Regions from separate parts of the Oryctolagus cuniculus genome. Here region 2 is linked to region 1. A link is a contact called in public Micro-C data. All regions are on one chromosome and are shown on one strand. The core of a region is the stretch at or near the end of the contact, and the rest is flanking DNA. Distances in the headings are between cores, read along the strand shown. Region 1 overlaps LOC127488392 (a long non-coding RNA gene). Region 2 overlaps DYSF (dysferlin).

The links. Hi-C and Micro-C count contacts between places; a contact is called where the count stands out from the background.
Region 2: a Micro-C map of ear pinna shows a contact between it and region 1, with 2.8 times the contacts expected there. The contact joins two enhancer-like sites. A contact is called at or near these places in 3 of 6 Hi-C or Micro-C datasets (ear pinna, skin fibroblasts and an unstated tissue).

What each region holds. Positions count from the first base shown.
Region 1 is chr2:131,058,848-131,064,133 of mOryCun1.1, reverse strand. All of the region lies in intron 2 of LOC127488392 (a long non-coding RNA gene), which reads left to right. Among named protein-coding and RNA genes, the nearest start is that of DYSF, 300 kb to the left of the region's middle. Within about 2 kb of position 3,248, at least 1 of the 8 cell types and tissues checked has an H3K27ac peak or open chromatin away from gene starts, as enhancers often do. A contact at or near this core is called in ear pinna, where this site is marked.
Region 2 is chr2:131,208,603-131,213,421 of mOryCun1.1, reverse strand. All of the region lies in intron 43 of DYSF (dysferlin), which reads left to right. Among named protein-coding and RNA genes, the nearest start is that of DYSF, 150 kb to the left of the region's middle. Within about 2 kb of position 2,596, at least 1 of the 8 cell types and tissues checked has an H3K27ac peak or open chromatin away from gene starts, as enhancers often do. A contact at or near this core is called in ear pinna, where this site is marked.

The DNA of each region.
Region 1 (5,286 bases), core at 1,999-4,498:
TGGGCACTTGTGGGAGGAAGGGATGGAGACAAGTGGTCATGGGCTAATTGGGGTGTGGAAAAGGTTTCTGAACTTGGTTTTCCTGCTGTTCCTCTGACAGAAACCCTCTTTGGGAGTGACTCAGTGCGACCAAAGCCATTCTGCCACCCGCCCAACAATCCTATTCCTGAGCTCTGTAAGCCGAGGCCCTACCTACAGGGTTGCTCAGTGGCAGAGGGAGGCAGCGGGAGGTGCTGCAATTCTCTGTGTCTGAGTGCATGTTTTCCTGTACACACGAGTCGGCCTGTGTCAGCATTTGTGTTAATGCACGCATGTATACACAACAGTTAGTGTGCTGATAGTGTCCTCATGTGCACACAGGTACACTGGATGTGCGTGGGAGTTCGTGCTGGGACTGCATGTCTGTGCGTGCACACACGTGTGCGGTGCACCGATGCACGGGGGCAGTGCTGGGATTATGTGCCTGTGTGCGTGCACGTGCGCTGTACACGTCAGTGTGTGAGTCAGTGTGGGGCTTCAGTGCCTCTGTGTGTGCTCACCAATGGAAGACTTGGCTGGGAAACCCAAATATTCTTCTTCCAGGCCTCAACTGCTGCTCCCTGGGGCCCTGATGGAGAAGAACAGAGAGTCCCCAAATCCCGCTATCTGGGACAGCAGCTTCTGTTGGATTCTCCCCCTTTCTTTCTTGACACAAATAGCCTGTGGAACAAAGGGAACTGGGGATTTGGATTATTTATACAGTCAACACGAAGCAAGTTGTGGTCTATTTAAATTCTTCTTTATTAGGCCGGGAAATTCCATGGCAAACACTCAGACAGTAAGGAAACCTCCAGCACAGCGGCTCCCAGCTCCCGCCATGGCTGTTTAGTTCCCCATCCCCTCTGCCCTGCTCCTAACCCTCTACCCTCTGACCCCCGCTGCTTCTTCCGCCCCAGCTCCTGATTTCACACTCGACCCCTCCGTTCCTCGTCGCACACGCAGATTCTGCTGTATCCCTCCCACACATTGGCTCACATTTGCTTCTCTCAGCCTCCATTGCCCTCACCTGCATTTCTCAAACCTGTGCCACAAGGCCTGGCCTCACTCCTGCCATCTGCTTCCCTGAGTTGGGAGGACAGCTGGACACCAAGCCTCGCACTTCAGAGCCGACTGCCAGGTGCAGCGTGGGGGAGATGGTGATCAAAATCCGAGCTAGCGAGAAGGCTGGGCAGGAGGCAGGTCAGAGGGCCGAGCCTCTCTGGGGTGGACTCTGTTGGGTCAGTCTGAGTGGGGCAGGAAAGGGCTGTGTCACCCAGGAAGGGTGGAGCCACCAGGGTACTCCAAGTCCCCAGCAAATCCAGTGCCCGCTGGAGACAAGTTGCAGGATCTGATGCTGGTGCTGATGACGGGGCCTTTGCTGCTACCTGGGCTGAGCCAGGGCAGGGCCTGGGGCTGAGCATGAGGAGACCCAGAAGATGCAGGGTCCACGCAGGGGGCTTGGGGTCTGCAGGGTCGGGCCTCTCCTGCCTTGTGGAGGGCTCTCTGTCCTCCGTCCCAATGATGGGCCACACCCTCTCTTTAGTCCTGAGTTTATCCAGAGATGGTGGGTTGAGGAGGGGGAGCCTCCTGCCACTCTCCTGCCACTGACCTGGTCTCCACTGAATTGCCCTCTTGTTTTTCTCCCCAGCCTGACCACGTGCCTCGTGAGGATGGAGCAGTTAGAGGAGCCTCCTTGTGACCCTGTGCCTGGCACATAGCTCCCTGAGCTCAGTGGGTGGCACTGCCAGGGGTGGGGGCCCAGTCTTTCTCCCTGTTCCCCCCTCCCACAGAGGAGTCTGTGTCCAGAGAGGAAGCCCACTGAGGGCTTAGGGCCCCTTGTATAGCTCTCCTGCTGGTTGGCTGTGCTGGGGGAAGGGAAGAGTTTTCTGATGTTGGTGCTAAAGATGAGGCCTTCCTCACCTGAGAAGGAGACTCCCAGGGAAAGGGCCCTGCGCCCTACACCACCCCCAGGAGACTTAGCTGTTGTTGAGGCCAGTGTTTAGCATTGTTGATGAGTAACCTGGGCAGGGGGAGAGACGCTGCCCCTTGCAGATGGCCAGGTGTCAGCTACTGTCTCCAAACGGCAGCCGGGAGGGCAGAGTGAGGGCTGAGAACTGGCTGCCCATTGCCACCTCCCTGCTGACCCTGCCCTCTGGGCCTGTCCCTGCTGCCACCTCTGGGCCTGTGTTTCTGATTAGCAGCCCCAGCTGTGTAGCATTAGTTGCATTTTTCCAGGATGAATCTTGGTTGTGACTTCCTGCCATGGGTCTGAACCAGCTGCCTGCCTTTGCCGCCTGCTCTTCATCCCAGTCCCCTGGGCTACCCTGAACGCCCTCACTGCCACGGGACTCCTGTGTCTTCTAGGGATGGGGGCCCAGCTACTGCTCACCCAGTGGAATCTGGTTGGTTTTCAGATGTGGCTCCTTCAGGGTGGGTGATAGAACCCACACCTTGGTACATGGCCTGGGGTGAGGGCAGAGCGCGCCAGGGCCAGGGAAGTGCTTGGGGAAGGCTCCTCAGGCAGAGGGTATCACTGTGTCTAGTTCACAGGGTCTTTCCTCCACCCGGGTGTTGACAGAAGCTGTGCCAGCCGCCTCTGTCCTCCGGTTTTCTGGGGCCTTCTGGTGAGCTGCTCAGTGAAGACCCGGAGCCAACAGACCCAGTGCTCACCTGGGAGGTAGTGAGCTTGCTGTCCTGCAGGTACATGCCCTTGCTTCTCATCCGATCCTGACCACCTTCCTGTAAGGGGCCAGGGCAGGAGTGAGCTTGACAATTTGGGAGGAAGAAACTGAGGCTGGAGTGAGTGAGTGTACACTGGAGCCAGAGGTGAGGCCAGCTTAGTTCTCTGTGAGCTCAGTGAGCCTCCCCTCTGGACCCAACCAGGCTCTGAGAGACTACAGCCCCAGGCCCCAGCCGAGCAGCTGGCATGTCCTCTCCTCCTCTCCAGCCCCCGAGCTTCCTGGCCAATAGCCCAAATCATTCCATTCGACAGCTCCATTGCAGACAGGCTCGGTTCAGACGCTTGTGCTCTGTGCCAGGTCCGTGATCTGGGACAGGTATGTGACAAGCGAAAGCCCAGGAGGAATCACCTGAGTGCGGGGCCCATAGAAGGTGGCTCACTGTGGGCACACACAGGCAGGGCCCAGTGCAGAGCAGGCCCCAGGCAGGCCAGAGGACCCGCAGTGGAAGAAGTGAAGCCAGCATGCTGAGGGGACATGGCTGCAGCTGGCCTCAGGGGTCCTGGGCACCAGGGAGACTTGTTCGCTCCGGGAAGGAGGTGGAGGCTAAGCAGGGGACACCTGTGTCCAAGAGCAACTGGTTCTTGACAGTGCTGAGCAGAGAGATGCGGGAAGCAGCATGGAGTGCCACACGCTCAGGGAGGGAGAGAATGCTGTAGTTGTAGCCTTAGGGTCCGGCTGTGGGTTGGAGCTACTGCATGTGGACCAGACCCTGCTAGGAGAGCAGGGCTACTGCCTGCTGCCTTTCACCTGGGCTGCTGCGGGCGTGCTGTGTCCTCAGCCGTAGCTCACCTTGGAGCCCCAGTCAGCAGGCTCACTGGAGTCTCACGTGTACTCAGAGAGTTTCCTGGCCAAAGCGGTGTGTGACATGGGGCAGGGGACAAGATTGTGCCGGTGGAAGCCTCTGTCCACTGGGGAACACGCTGTCCCTGCCCTCAAAGAGGCCTCTGTTGGTCTGAGACATCCTGATGCCCTAAAACTGCCGGCTTCCTTTGCCTGGGACTAATGGTTTTATTCCTTTAATTCTCTAGTTATTTTAGGCAAATGTGAGCTGTCTCTTTAATCATCTGCTATGAGCTGCCAACAGCTGCATTTGGCTCTGCTGAGACTGTGAATGAAACTTGTGTCTGTCTCCCCCATCCCAGGCGGGTTCTGTCCTCTCTGTCTCCTTGATGGCCGGTGACAGGGTGTTAAGTGTGTGGTTGCCTGCTGGGAACGCGGTGCTGGTTTGCCTGGGCCATGTCAGCAGGATCTCGGAGCTAGGTGGACCTGTGACAACCTCTTGCATGACAAAGGACTTCCGCTTCCATCTCATACCTGTTGAGACGAGAAGCTCACTACCTTCTCATCTGCTCAAGGGCTACAAGCCAGGCCATGGGTCAGGGCAGGCTGCCCTCCAGAGGCAGCTTCCCAGGGTCCCCCGAGCCCTCTGGTGGTCACTCCGGAGCTTGCTGCTCACCCCAGGGTACTCTTGCTGCCCTCAAGTGGACTGAGGAAGTGTCTCTCCCTCCCCTGTGGCAGCCCTGAGGCTACCCCAGAGTTTCCTTGTGCTGCCCACCAACCATAAGGGGAAGGGTTGCAATGCAGGTGTGCCACTGTCTCCCTGTAGGACGCTCTTTGGGCAGGTCATCCTGCCCGTCCTCACCCTTGCTGCCCCGCCCTGGCACACACACAGCCGGGGTGTCCCTGAGGTGTTCCTGCCTACTCACTGAGGCCCAGGGAAGAAGGGACCAGGGACTAAGGACAGGCAAGGGGGGAGGCGGGAAGCAGGGTGATGCCATCCCTGTGTGATGTCAGCCTGGGGTCTCTCCCAACATGTAGCCGGAGGGCCCAGCTAGGTGCAAGCTAGAGCTAAAGTGTCCCAGTCATGGGGCTCCCAGGGGTGGAGGCCTTCCTTTTTCAGCCCGGGAGGCCAGCAGAAAGTGCCGCACCCCAGGTGTCTTAGCTCAGAGCGTGGCTGCTCCAGCTGCCCTGGGGAGGAGTGTGAGGAAGGATTCTCTCTTCCCTGTCACTGCCACACCGCTGTACCCACCGTCACCGTCTCTGCAGCTGAGCCTTTCAGAGCCACGTCTTGGTAGGAGGGGCAGCAGGGGATCTCGGCTGTGACCTTAAAGAATCACCAAAGAGTCTGAGATGACAGAGGGAAGTGAGAGGCTAGTGGGACTCGGGCCAGCCCTTGGGTTGTGGAGGCTGGAGCACTGTGGCCCTCCCAGGGTCTTCAGGCAGAGTGCAGACGAGGCTCCACGCTCCCAAGCCCTCCAGTCCTTCGTCCTGTGCCTCCAGAGATGAACTGCCTGTGGGCTTGGCACCGGATAGGGAGCACCCCCGTTCAGTGAGGGCTTCTCACCCTTACCTCGCCCCCAGCAGGCAGCCTGCACCGTCTAGTTCCCTCACGCGGCCTCCCCCAGTCTGAGCTGAAGTCCAGGCCTCCGGGTCCTTCCTGCAACCCCTGGGGGTTTCCCCTTCAGCCCTCCGGCACATACCTCTTCCAACAAAAACCTCCATAGCTCCCTGCGAACTTGCCATAATT
Region 2 (4,819 bases), core at 1,347-3,846, 150 kb before region 1:
GCTATTTCTAGTGTTCTATTTAACTCCATCTTTTGGTTTCAACTATTTTTATTTCTCAAAGTCCACCTCCCCCCATCTTCTTGTTTCTCTTCAAAGGTCCCTTGTCCCTTTTTCTGTATTTTTAATGCCTTTTATTTCTTTAAATATTCCCCTCTCCCACCCCCAAAGCCCCACTTCTGACCATTCTGATCCCTGTCGTCCTGGCAGGTTTGAGTTTTGCCTCGGTTGGCTCGAGCTGGCTCTTGCTCATGGTGTCTCGCTCCTTATGTGTTTTTCTATTTTTTGATTGTGAACTCATGTTCCTTGGAACTTTGTCTGAGAATTCCTTGAGGCCTGGATGGAAGTCACATTCTTCCAAAGAGTGTGTGTGTTTACTTTCACCACATGCCTGGAGACACTACAAACCCAGATTCACTTACAACTAAATGTTCAGCTTGTGGCTTTTGGGTCCCTTAGTATGCATTCTGGCTCCTTGGTTCTTTGGGATTTTTCCTTTCTCATCTGCCCTTAAGGATTTTCTTTACATTCCCATTAACTCAGTCATGCATTTAAAGTGGATTTTAAAGATATATGTTAATTTAGGTCTTCTTTCTTGGAGGGTTTCTCTGGTTGTCTGGGTTGTCATTTTGCTGGAAATCAAAGCCTTTGCTGTAGTTTTAAGTTGGACAGTCGTGTTGCTCATCAAGCAGGTTTTCTGTCCTTCAGGGCCGCATTTGTGAACAGAAATCAACAGCTTGTTTGCTTCTGGTTCTCATTCAGCTCTTCAGCATAGCATTTGTCTTGTTTCTCAGCTTATGCTTTTATTTTGCACCAGAAGATGTTCTCTCTGTGTTTTGGTTGGCCTCGGGGAGGGAAGTCCTTGCTTGTCAAGTGCTGGGACAATAGCTAGATTCTGTCCGTTAACACATGGCCCCTTCTAACGCCACACTCAGATAAAAGGGAGAAGGAAATAGTTTAGATTTGCTGTAGTGTTTCTTTGCCAGTCAGAAGTCCAGGAGGGTGGGAGAGGGAAGAGGAGTCGGACCCTCCCCTGGGGCTTTCCCCCTGGGCTGCAGTTTGTTTGCTGCATTTGTGGTGGTGGTCAGGTGTTATCCAGAGTGCTGTGGGCGCCTCTGTGGGAGTTTAAAAGTAAGGAGAGTCGCTCCCAGCAGACCCACGGCCCAGCAGTGTCCCTTTCGGGAAATTTCTGTAGTCTTGGCTGAGCGCATTCTTAACCTGGTGGGTTCAGACACTTGCTGGGCTGGTTTTTTTCAGGGTTGGAGGCACGTTGTTTAAACTTCTCAGCCGAGGCTACGAGTTTACGAGTTCACAGTAAGCAGGAGGTCTGCCCGGGGCATGTGACCCTGGACGCTGGCCAGCCCTTGCTTTCTCTATGGGCTCCGCAATTGGGAAGACGGATTGCTGGAGACCAGACAGAAGCCAGAGTGAGCCGAAGAGTCTCTGTGACTGATCATCTGTTTCCAGAGGCAGTGCTGGTCCCTGGCCTAGGCTTCCTGTCCGCCGAGGCGCTGCTCTAGACAACTGTCCTCGTTCAACCCTCACTGCTCTTTCTGGACCTGTCCGTTCCTTCCTCACTGACCTGTTCTTTCTCTAGATGTAGGCAGGCACTCGTCCCACTTCCGGTTAAGGCTTAGTGGAGAAGGCATTTTTCCCTGTTGAGATGATGTCGTCTCTCCTTGCTCTGACCTGCTCTGCATTTATTTCATGGTAGATTCTCCAAGGGCAGCCCCATTGCCCTTAATGCCAAGTCTTTTTTTGGGTTGGGTAGGGGGAAATGCCTCATTGCGACTCCTGAGTACTGACAATTTACCCCAAGACTTTGAAGCAGAGCTTTTCTGAGCCAAGGCATCAATTACAGGGTGTGGCTCCCAAGTGAGGAAGCGTTTCCAGAAGGCATCCGGGGCAGCTGGCTCTGAACTTCATGGTTGCACCTCTGGAGGAGTCTCTCAGCATTCATGCTGTTACCTGCACTTGTGCACGTGTCAAGTGTGCTAATTGGGAAGATGCTCGGGTTCTCCTCCTGTGGGTTTCCTGGGGACGTGTATTGGGCCATGTTGGGTGAGTGGGAATGACGGTATGTGCTCGAGCGTCCCAGACCTCTGCTCCCTTACGAACGTCTCTGGTTTAGATGTGTTGCCGGTGAAGCCCGCCTACCCCCAGGCCCGCTAGTTCTGATGAGGGAGGTTTGATGCCCGTCACCGGTGGAATCTGGACCTTCCTTTGTGACTCATTCTTTCTCTCATTTTCTCAGAGCAAATACAAATCGCCCATCAAATGACAAGTGAAGGCACAGGGGAGGCGAGGGAGGGAAATCAGAGCTGCAATCTGTTAGCTATTTGGAGTAATTGGTTATTTGCTGTGTTTGCTGGTTGGGAAGCAGAGCACATACTTTACGGTCTCTCCTGTTACGGGGGCTGGAGTCACCCGCCGATATTGGATCCTTGTTGCTGGAGCCCTTGGCTCCGGGCGCCTTTCCCCTGCTTGGCATTCCTGTGGTCTCCTTGGGGGTGCACCCCTCCCCTCCCCCCCATGCTCACTGCAGGGGGGACAGCCCGGGGTGAAACTTGTCTGGCAAACTCCAGGGCCCCATCAGGGAGGAGGAGGCCCCAGCTCCCTCCGAGCAGCCCTCCCTGCCTCTGCCTCCACCTCTACCCCAATCCTGCCAGGACCCCTTCCCCAAGTGGCTTTAGAGAGCAAAGGTTCATCTTCCTACAGGGACATTCTCCAATTTCTATGATAGTCTCTGGACAGGAAGTCCTCTCCAGGATCTATGGTGATGCCTTCCTATTGCCATTGGTCCTGTCTCCCCTCTAGACTGGGTCCAACCAGCACTTGGAAGCTGGTGCAGCTCACTGCTGAGTGCAGCCTATTCTGAGGGGACTCGAGGAAGATTATGAACCTAGCCCGTGTCTTCAACACCCCTCGACACTAACTGAGGCAGAGGAAATCAGGGTGAATTAGTAGCCAGTTCAACATAGCAAATATTTGAAAAGCAATGTGATTTTGCGTATGAAAATGCATGTAGTAACTAGAAAGGCAATTGACTTTGGCACATGGTGGGCTCCCCCCAAATCCTTTCAAAATTGAATTTAAGATCGCTAATATTAGTGTCTGTAGTTTGATGAATGTTTCTGCAGTCCTGGGACGTCCTTCAAAAATAGTTTTTCTCTTAAGTAGTTTGTTGGAACTCTTGTGAAGCGAAACTGTCTGCGCAAGCAGAATGAAGGCAGGGTAAGCTTTCGCCCAGGCCCGACTGGAATCATCACAGATTCTGAATGAGTGGTGTTTCATTGCTTTCTCCATAGATTTGAAGGATCTGATGGGATCTTCTTTCACTCAACCTCTTGAATAGAATCTGATCCTCCAGGCTTTCTGCGTGGGTGTATGTGGTCATGCGGCCCTCATGAGGATCAAGTCAGGGGCCAAGTGTCTATCTTGGGCTCCTGATTCTGGGAAAAGTTAGTGAGCCAGGACTCCCCACAGGGCCCCCACCCCATGTGAATCCTCCCCCTGAGATGGGCCGAGTGAGAGGATCAGGACTCTCAGCATCTGCTTGACTGCTGGGTTGGGCACACTCGCCAGGCCTGTGGAAGCAGTGGGGCGCCTTGGTTAAAGATCTTCCCTTCCCGTCTCTGCCGATCAAGCTTGGAGCCAGAGCCTGCAGAGTTATAATACCCTCAACAGACAACAAGGCTGGACAACAGCGAGTGTCAACAAGAGGGTGAAAGCCCAGTGTTCCACTTGTGGAAGTAATTAAGCACTTTCTGTTATGAGTGTGTAGAGTTCTGCTGAATCAACATGGTAGCTGACCGTGGGCATATGTCTGTGTGGTTTCAGGGGGCGCGAGCGGTTTGTAGGCTTGGGGTGGGGTAGGTCTGAAGTCAGGGTACTTGCATATCTGAGGGTTTGATCTACGTGTAGGCATGAGTACTTGGACATTACATATGTGTTTGTACTTATGTATGTGTGAGCAGATAGTCTGTTTCTCAAACCTTGGGCTATTAAAGAATTTGAGGAATAATCCTATTGTTATTCCAGTCAACACAGCTGTTGTGCTTGGAGTGGAAGTATTGGGACTCAAACTGATGATGCTAGCAGCATCAACAAGAACATTTATCATGACAGCTTGACAGGTCATAGAATACCCTCACAGATACCAACTCAGAGCTTCACAATAATTCCAGTGTTGGATCGTTATTATTATCTTGATGATCATGATTTATACTAAGAGAGAAATTACTTTACTTTCAACCCTGTCTGGAATATTTACTTCTCGATTGACATAGGCAATGAAGGCCTGCTTAAAATCATAAAAAAAAAAAAAAAATAACCAGAGACTCCTGCTTTATACGCAGCTGTAGAGTTCCATGTAGTGACCCAGAGTTTAACAACATAAGCATAGGCATCAATGAATTTGACCAGAAACTTTTCTCTTTGATTCAAGTGGTCATCCTGGGAGAGGATATCAATTCTGCCCCTGCTCCTGCCCCCGTCTTGACTTCAGAGTTAGGATTGTTGCTGACAATGTTGCTCTCCCTGTTCCTGAAATGTGTTAGGCCCACTGAATGATGATGGGAGAGTAAATGTTTGGAATGTGCCCTGCTGATTTGAGTCTTTGGAGGGATTAGGGTGCCCATTAGCCTGGATCAAGCTGAGAGAAACAAGTCTTTGTTACCTGGCCCTGGTTGCTGAGGAACTGAATGTTGGCTATTAGCTGAAATTGCAGAGGCTTCCAGTCTGGCTTGGTTGGCTTGGTTGGCTGACTGGGTGATGAAGGGTCTTGGAGCATGGGCATAGGAGGATAATGTTGTAATGGCCA